Regions from separate parts of the Mus musculus genome. Here regions 2 and 3 are each linked to region 1. A link is a contact called in public promoter capture Hi-C data. All regions are on one chromosome and are shown on one strand. Each heading gives the region's core, a stretch centred on a gene start, on an enhancer-like site or on the middle of the called end of the contact. The rest is flanking DNA. Distances are from core to core; before and after follow the strand shown.

The links. Promoter capture Hi-C pulls out the DNA fragments that hold promoters and counts their contacts. Capture Hi-C pulls out chosen DNA fragments and counts their contacts.
Region 2: a promoter capture Hi-C map of pre-B cells shows a contact between it and region 1, with 6 times the contacts expected there. The contact joins the promoter of Ddx51 here to the promoter of Gak in region 1. A contact is called at or near these places in 3 of 39 promoter capture datasets (the C10 cell line, cranial neural crest and pre-B cells) and 1 of 9 other capture datasets (liver).
Region 3: a contact with region 1 is called in a promoter capture Hi-C map of liver, with 2.5 times the contacts expected there. The contact joins the promoter of Pus1 here to the promoter of Gak in region 1. A contact is called at or near these places in 2 of 39 promoter capture datasets (liver and pre-B cells), 1 of 484 Hi-C or Micro-C datasets (B cells) and 1 of 9 other capture datasets (liver).

What each region holds. Positions count from the first base shown.
Region 1 is chr5:108,628,525-108,631,224 of GRCm38.p6, reverse strand. Gak (cyclin G associated kinase) reads left to right here and starts at 1,448. Exons shown (of 28, transcript NM_153569.2): 1 at 1,448-1,724. The coding sequence starts at 1,580. Tmem175 (transmembrane protein 175) reads right to left here and starts at 1,415. Exons shown (of 11, transcript NM_001163532.1): 1 at 1,325-1,415.
Region 2 is chr5:110,652,046-110,654,745 of GRCm38.p6, reverse strand. It overlaps Ddx51 (DEAD box helicase 51), which reads right to left and starts at 1,295. Exons shown (of 15, transcript NM_027156.3): 1 at 958-1,295; 2 at 735-868; 3 at 128-278. The coding sequence starts at 1,258. Noc4l (NOC4 like) reads left to right here and starts at 1,364. Exons shown (of 15, transcript NM_153570.2): 1 at 1,364-1,523; 2 at 1,615-1,735; 3 at 2,327-2,433. The coding sequence starts at 1,407.
Region 3 is chr5:110,779,163-110,781,862 of GRCm38.p6, reverse strand. Pus1 (pseudouridine synthase 1) reads left to right here and starts at 1,267. Exons shown (of 6, transcript NM_019700.4): 1 at 1,267-1,623; 2 at 1,966-2,176. The coding sequence starts at 1,544. Gm26515 (a long non-coding RNA gene) reads right to left here and starts at 1,970. Exons shown (of 2, transcript XR_389515.4): 1 at 1,708-1,970; 2 at 799-1,357. It overlaps Gm15559 (predicted gene 15559), which reads right to left. Exons shown (of 2, transcript NR_152254.1): 2 at 2,603-2,700.

The DNA.
Region 1 (2,700 bases), core at 199-2,698:
ATAAAATTGATCTATAATTACATGATTTAGAAATTTCCACTTGTCCTAGGTCATGCCAGCAAGAGTTTATGGTGTCAAGTTTCACTATACGCTGTAGTGAATTGTTCATGATGTTTCTCATGATGTTTTAGGTCTCTTGAAGGCTACCAAGCCTCCAATTCCCTACTTTTTCCTTTTGCTTTCAGATTTATTTTCCTTCTAAATAATGAGATCTGAAGCCACCAAAAAATAAAAAATCCCTTCAACTTCATTCCAGTAATAACATAAAGTTACCTGCAACTGCAAGCCGTAGCTACTTCCTCCTCCCTGCATCTTATAAGTGATTCTCTTATAGAAAGGTGCCATTTCTATACCAACACTACATATCCTCTATCTGGATGTGACTTGACTGTCCTACTATTCTGAGACAGTACTCCTCTCCACTATACTGGAAAGACTTCACTCTTTCCCATTGGCTTTAGGCTGCTCAAGTCTCCCATCTAAGATCATGTTAACACCACACTGCCCTTTCAGCTCCCACACTCTTCTTCACAAATCTCCTCAGTTACCTACAGGTACCATCTCTACTTCATCAGTTCTTTATTCCTCCAGGTGTTATCCAAAGCTTCCACTTCACCATTTCTAGGAAACTACTGTCTCACCTACCACGTACCTCACTGTATACTAATGATAATCTTTCATTTCTTTTCTACTTGACTTTTTAAAGAGCAGGTAGCGCCCCCCCCCCCCCCAAGGCGTATTTAATAGCATACAATCCTGGGACAGTTAAGATGTTGATTTGGGCTTAAGGATCCATTTTTCAGTCCAAAAGCACAAACTCTACCCAAGGCTCTGCAACTTCATATGGCTTCAGAAACCTCGGAGGTACAGAGACGAGTGGGGAATCCCATGACTTTGCCTCACCTGAGATGGACAGCTCTAAGTGTTTGACATCACACGGGATTCTGCGTCCAGTGCTGCCAGGTGACTTTTGTATACACGTTGTGAAGCTTTCTCCCGCCCCCTTTTAAAACTACGTTTTTCGGTCTTAATTCTAGCAACTAGTTCATCCTCCCCCAAACCTGTGTGGACCAAAACATAAGTGTCTGTGGCTCATAGGCTGGCTGCTTGTCTGCAAGATACCCTCCTCTCCTAAACCGGGCATTAGGGACACTTAGGGTGGGCTCCAGGCCTCGCTTTACCTTGAGGCGTCAGGCGCGAGCGGCGGGCTCTGGGGCGGTCCGCAGCGCGCGCCCAACGTCCCGCGACGCTCTAGCCACCTAGGCTGGACCTGGGCCAGCGGAAGCAACCAGATGAGGTTAGGGTCAGATGGCGACAGCCCTACCTCCGTGCCTCCTAGGAGCTTGAGGTCCGTAGGATCGCACCCTCTGCGCCTGCGCCTGCTGCTGCTGCTGGCTCTGCAGAAACACGCGCCCTTCCGCCTGCTGCGTCAGGGCGGGGCCGCAGCGTCGGGACGCAACTCGCTCTCTGATTTACGTCACGGCGCGGGCGGAAGATGGCCGGGTTGTTCGCCCGCAGCTGCTAACCCGGCAGTGCGGAGCTGGAGCCTGGCTCCCGCTGCCGCGGAGCGGCCGACGCCATGTCGCTGCTGCAGTCTGCGCTGGACTTCCTGGCGGGCCCTGGTTCTCTTGGCGGAGCTGCGGGCCGTGATCAGAGTGACTTCGTGGGGCAGACAGTGGAGCTGGGCGAGCTGCGTCTGCGGGTGCGGCGGGTCCTGGCCGAGGGTGAGGCGTAAGGCGTCGCCAGGCCGCGGGAGGCAGGAGCAGCCCAGGAGGGTCGCTGCTGGGGTGTGGTTCGAGTCAGGGCGCGTGACGGTCACCGCTTTAAGCAGGGGCAGCAAGGAGGATCGTGTCCAGGGTGTGAATCAAGTCTGAGACCTAGAGAGTCACGACTGAGGTGTGGGTCAGATCAGGGCCGCAGGGAGTCATCTCTCCGGGCAGGGTCTGCGGGAAAAGACACTGCTGGGATGTAAATCAGGCCATCGCTATGAAGGGCCACTGCTGGGGTGTGAATCAGGTCGGAGAAGGGTCTTGCCAGGAAGAGAGACCACAGGGGCTTGTGGGTTAAGGCCTTTGGTGGTGATTGCAGAGGATAGACTGCTTCGGGTTGCACACTTACTTCCTGGTGGGTAGAGTTAGTAGTACAAGGGTCATGCTAGCAGGTGGTTATCCAGTAAAGGAGGCTTGGGTCTGGAAGGACCACCTCTGCTTAGGGTCAAAGCTGTATCTGGGGCATATACAGAAAGATTCAAAGGTGGAGTCAGGTCAGAAGGTGAGCACAGTCACTCTGGGGTCATAAGCTGTTATTCATTGTATCATATCCAGCGTTGTTGTTGCATCCCGAGGACTGTCTTGAGATGGCAGTGTTTGTGCTGCTGAGTTCTGGGGCCTGTAGAGTCTTCCCTTGCTTGATGAGGTAGAGGATAGACTGGGGCCCTACAGTCTTGTTTTCTTTTATAGCCTAAGTGCCTCACCTATTGAGTTTTTTCTGTAGTGACCTCGTATAAGGTACAGGAAACAGAGCCCGTAGCTGTAACCTTTAAGAACCTTGCTTGAGCCGGGCGTGGTGGCACCCGCCTTTAATCCCAGCACTGGGGAGGCAGAGGCAGGCGGATTTCTGAGTTCAAGTCCAGCCTGGTCTACAGAGAGAGTTCCAGGACAGCCAGGGCAATACAGAGAAACCCTGTCTCGAAAAACAAAC
Region 2 (2,700 bases), core at 46-2,545, 2.0 Mb before region 1:
TATGGAAGCTCGCTGATCTGATGTGTAGTGGGGACCCCTAAACCACAACCCTGACACTACAGCTCTAACAGCCCAGGGAAAGCTGCCTCGGGGAGTTCACCCCATCATTTGTCCAAGGCTTAGGCACCTGGAAAGTAGGAAGTGATGCCATTAGCTCTCAACTGCTTCTGCAGGTCAGGGTGAACCTCAGGGATGTCCTCAATGGGAGTGAGATCTTCGGTGACACTCTTTTTGACACAGCTTGGCTTAGCCAACCATGCTGGCAGGAAAGGCTGAACCTGAAAGCAAGAAGCAGCGCAAACGTCCCCCAGAAGGCTCCAGGCTTGTGGAGTCATTAGAAACCAGGAACTACAACATTAAGAGACCCTAACCAGTCTTTCTTCAACCCTTCACCACCTCCCACTCTGGCAACCTTTGGACAAGACACCCGGACCAGCAGACACCCTATCCTAGTGCACTAAACACAATCTGGATACTTTGCCTATAAGCCTACCAACCCAGCAAACTGTCTTCATGCACCAAGAAATGTTGCTTTCAACAGGGACAGCAAGGCACGCCACGGGGCTTATCCCAAAAGTTCTTATCCGTCTGGATTTCAGTTTCAAGAGTGTCCCATGCATACCTCCCACTTTCAGTAGTTAAGGTCACGTAACAAAACGAAATCCCCCCCACCCCCCGGCTAAGAACTGAAGAGTCCCGGGAGGACAAAAAGAACCGCGCACAGGCTCACTCACCTTCGGCGTCTTTCTTCTTGCAAAGTCCCCCAGCACCCGGCCTGGAGCCGGGGGTCTCTGGACATCCTCCTGAGGGTTCGCACCCGGGTCCTCTGCGCCGGCACTGAGCTCCTCCGGAGCCTCCTCACCTCTCCCTGAGCGACACAGCACAACGTAGGGGGATGTCAACCCAGCAGCACAGAGAGCCTCCATGCCCCGTCCACACTGCGCACTCACGGCCCACCTGCGTCCACGTCCTTGTCCGCTTTCCGCCGCTTCGCCCTAGGAGCCTCCGAGTTCGGAGTCGCCGAGCCGCTCACCCGACGCCGCCGTCGGGGCCGCCGTCGCCGCTTGCCTGCTGCTGCCGCTTCCCCTTCCCCGGCCGTTCCTGTGGTCTCGAGCTCCGGCTCCCGCTGCTGTCGCTCACGGGCTCTGTTCTGCAGCCGCTCGAGCAGCACTCGAGCCCGGCTGCCCGCCTCTGCGTCCGTATCCCCCTGCCCCGCGGCCTCTGGGCCCGCGTACCGCGCTATGTGGAACAGCGCCATAGCTGCCCCACGCCGCGGTTCCTCTCCGGCGCTCTTTGATGACGTACGCCGCCCCGCGACCTAGAGGCTCGGGTGACGTCACGGGCGCGACTCCGCTCGGCGCACACTTCGGTTTCCAGGAACCGGGAGCAGCATCGGCGGCGGCGGCATGGAGCGGCACCCAGCTTCGGCGAGCTCCAGGCAAGAGCTCGGCCGCCTCCTGGAGGCAGTGCTGACGAGTCGTGGCCAAGCGAACGCGGTGTTCGACATCTTGGCTGTGCTTCAGGTGAGCCGCAGGGGCGGACCTGGGGGCGGCCAGGTCAGTGGGAGTCGCGACGGGGCCGAGCGTCACCTTGTCGGGGCCTCCCCGTGTTCAGTCCGAGGAGCCCGAGGAAATCGAGGAAGGAGTGCGCACGTGCAGCCGACTCTTCGGTACCTTGCTGGAGCGGGAAGAGCTGTTCGTGGGCTCGCTGCCGAGCGAAGACACGGCCCTGGCAGGTGGGTGACCTGGAGGGCGTGGGGTACTCTCCGCTAGGCAGTTCCGGTGGGACGCCTTGTCAACTTAGGATGCACCCCCGAGCCAGGGCCTTGTCATAGACCATGCGATCTGGGAGGACGACGCAGTCACTCATTGTAGCTCAGGAAGCGAGTTGAGATCCGTATACTTGCCAGGACTGCGTGAATCCGTATACGTAGCCGTTTTCACTCACTCACACACACACACACACTCTCTCTCTCTCTCTCTCTCTCTCTCTCACACACACACACACACACACACACACACACACACACACACACACACACACACACCCATGTTTTATTTGCGCCATTTCCGAGTTTGATACTGTCTCTGTCCTAGTGGGGAGACCCAGGTTCTGAGGCAAAGCGAGAGGAACTACATTTCAATACCCCCTTCCCAGTTTGCAGGGCTCAGAAATCGTCTTTCCCAAGCCCCGGTCTGGCATCTTAAATAGTTTACAGCTGTGAAGATGAGAAACAGCCGGAAGATTGGGGCTGAGTTTGGGACCTTGGTCAGGCTTGGCACACATAAATATGAGTGTGAGTTAGCTCTCCTAACTCTGTCCCCAGGGTCCCAGGGAGCCACATACAAATACAAGGTGTGGATAAGACATCGATACCACAGCTGCTGTAACCGCCTAGAGGAACTCCTGGCCCATCCCACCTTCCAGGTCAAGGTGAGTCTTGAAGCCCTTAGCCCAGCTTTTCCTCTCATCTCTAAAGTACTTCACAGCACAGGGGTAGAGGCCTTTGATGCGAGCATCTCTTCCTTCACTTGTCTGAGAGACTTCTACCTAGACATCTTTATTGCTGTTCTTTTCCACTGTGTGCTGTGAATCATCCGGACCTAAAGACATGGAGTCTGTAACCCTAGTTCCAGGCAGCAGATCTGCTTTGTACATTGTCACATTTGTTGAGGCACCTCCAAAACTGGGGGGGACAAG
Region 3 (2,700 bases), core at 18-2,517, 2.2 Mb before region 1:
ATCACAGCCAAGACCCATAAGGCTACTGATTCCTGGTTTTGTTTCTACTACTTTCTGTTACCAGACATCCCTGTGGTTTCCCTAACTGTAGACTCCAGAAGTGTCAATGCTGGCCCCTATTACTCTACCTATAGGAAGGAGCAGGTTCTGAGCTAGGTTGGCCACACTGTGGCACACTGCTGCCCCTGGGCCTTTGCACTGGTCCCTAGTCCCCTTGGATTATGTTTTTCCCCCTGCATACACATGAGGCTCCCTATCCCATTTCAAGCTGTGGTCACCTCAAGTCATGGTCCTCAGAAGTGTCCAGCCCAGTTCCCCAAGTCTCCGTGTGTGGCTTTAAACCTAATGAAGCCAAGAGTCTGAGCAGGGGAGTATCCCGGGTCAGCCAGATGGGTGTAGGAAGGACGAGCGGCTGCAAGGATGGAAGCAGGGATTGGCAAAACTCCTCATCTCTGGAAGAGTGACAAAGGTACATACATTCTCAAAGGTGAGAATGCTCAGGGTGAATCAGACAGCCTGAAAATGGGGGGAATGAAGTCACAGAGAAGGAACTGGGGCTTAGGTGCCCATGGCTGCATGTCCAGGTTTCATGTTGTTTGTGCATCACTCTTTGGCAAAATTAGAAAAATAAGAGTAACGTGTGAAGTCAGATGTGGTGACTCACATTTGTAATCCCAGCTCTTGGGAGGCTGAGGCTGGAGGGTTGCCAAAAGTTGGAGGACAGGAGCTGTGTATGGTGGTACACACCTTTAATCCCAGCATCTGGGAGGATATATACGAGAGAGATTTCCAGGCGGGTCAGGGCTACATAATGAGAAGGTTTTATGTCATTAAACACAACAGCGTCCGGAAATTGGAGCAGCTTCTGGAAATAACAAATGCTGGGAAACTTGATGGTCCACACACCACAAAGCCAGTGGTGTAACTGCGAGAGCATCTGTGACCTCCCAATGCCAGGGTTGGTGCCATGGGCCAGGCAAGGGCCTGCTCAGTAGCACTGAGTCGGTGCTGGGACTATCTATGCATCTGCAGTTATTACCTGCTGAGTGGCTCCCTGGTGCATTCCTAACCTGCACATTTTAATGAGGTTGTTTCACTTTTCAAGCCACGCCGACGTAGAGCCTTTCCCCTCTCTGGAAAACGGCATCTAGACTGGCTTGGATCCTGGTGGGAAGCCCCACCCACTGGGTCCACCCCGCTAGGCGCGTCCCAGAAAGACTTTTGTCCGCCTTCGGCCGCCTTCCAACGTTGCCCGCTTCCGCCTTCGTGCACGTGGTCAGCTTCGGGGGTTCCGCGGCGCCGTGAGTGGGTCCGGCGGGACTTTCCTCCCTCCTCGAGCGCGCCGGCTGCGCGATCTCTAAGGACGGGGTGGTGGTGTTGGATGGGGGTGGGCAGGGGCTGCGGGGGTCACAGGTCAGCCTAGGATCTGGGGCGCCGCAGGGTCAGAGCCAAGACATCTGGAAGACAGGGCAGGGATTTCGGGGCTGCAGAGTTCGGAGGGGATCGCTGAGGTCCGGGGTCGGTGCCCGCCACCCCGCAGCGCATGGGCTTCCCCCGCCTGTGGGCCGCACTGCTGAGAAACTGGGGACGGTGGACGGCGCGCCCAGGCCCGCGCGTGCCCGGGTAAAGACTTCCGCGACCTCTGTACTGAGACCTCTGTACTGAGAACCCAAGACTGTCCTGAGCTGTCTGCCTCTCCTTGCTTACCTGTGTCTTGTTTCCATCGCTGCCTTGTACTGCCCCGCCAGAGCACTGCCTCCCTGTGTGTCCAGTTCAAACTCCGCCCGAGTTGCCGCTGTTGTCCAACCTCAGTCACTCTTGTCATTGATGAACCAGGCTGGTTGGTTTGTCTTTGGGCAAGGTCTTTCAGAGACCGCTGAGGCAGGCAGAGCAGGGTTCTGTTTTTTTTTTTTTTTTTTTTAAACCGCTTTTACCACCTTGGTCACTCATGCCTGTTTTTCTCAGCCTGCCGCCTATGGCTGGAAACAAGGTGCCACCAGCGCTGGCCTCACACCAACCGGACAGGAAGGGCCGAGGTGGCTGGGTCTGGGAGGAGACGGAGCATCCTGCAAAGAGGGTCAAGGGCGGCGAGGATGAAGAGCCCCCACGCAAGCTGCCAAAGCGAAAAATTGTGCTGCTCATGGCCTACTCGGGCAAGGGCTACCACGGCATGCAGGTGAGGAGGGCTGCGGCTAGAAGCCCCTACCTGAGGCAGCCCTTGGTTCCCTGATGCTACTCAGAGCCAGGCCCATCCCAGGAAACAGTAAAAAAAAAAACAAAAACAAGCAAAACAAAAACCAAAAATCCACAGAATCCTCCGTAAGAGGTTTGGGTGGTTTTCTTCCACTATGGGAGCTGATTCACATGTGACCTTGGGAGCAGTGAGTCTTCATTGTTAGGGTGCTGCCTGCACAGTACCTGGGGAACTGTGTGACATGGGCAGATTTACTGAATGTGGGGACCAGATTGCTGCCAGGTGCTACCTGTTCAGCATCCTGAGGGGCCAGGGGCAAGCTAGGTTCTCTCTCTTATGAAAGCATCCTTCCCACCCCCAGTGTGGGTAGAATCTTGTTCATTCTTGTCACCTCTGCTGTTGACATTTCCTTTTAAAAAAAAAATTGGATATTTTATTTACATTTCAAATGTTATCCCCTTTCCCTGTTTTCCCCACTCCCGGAAACCCCTATCCCATCCCCCCTG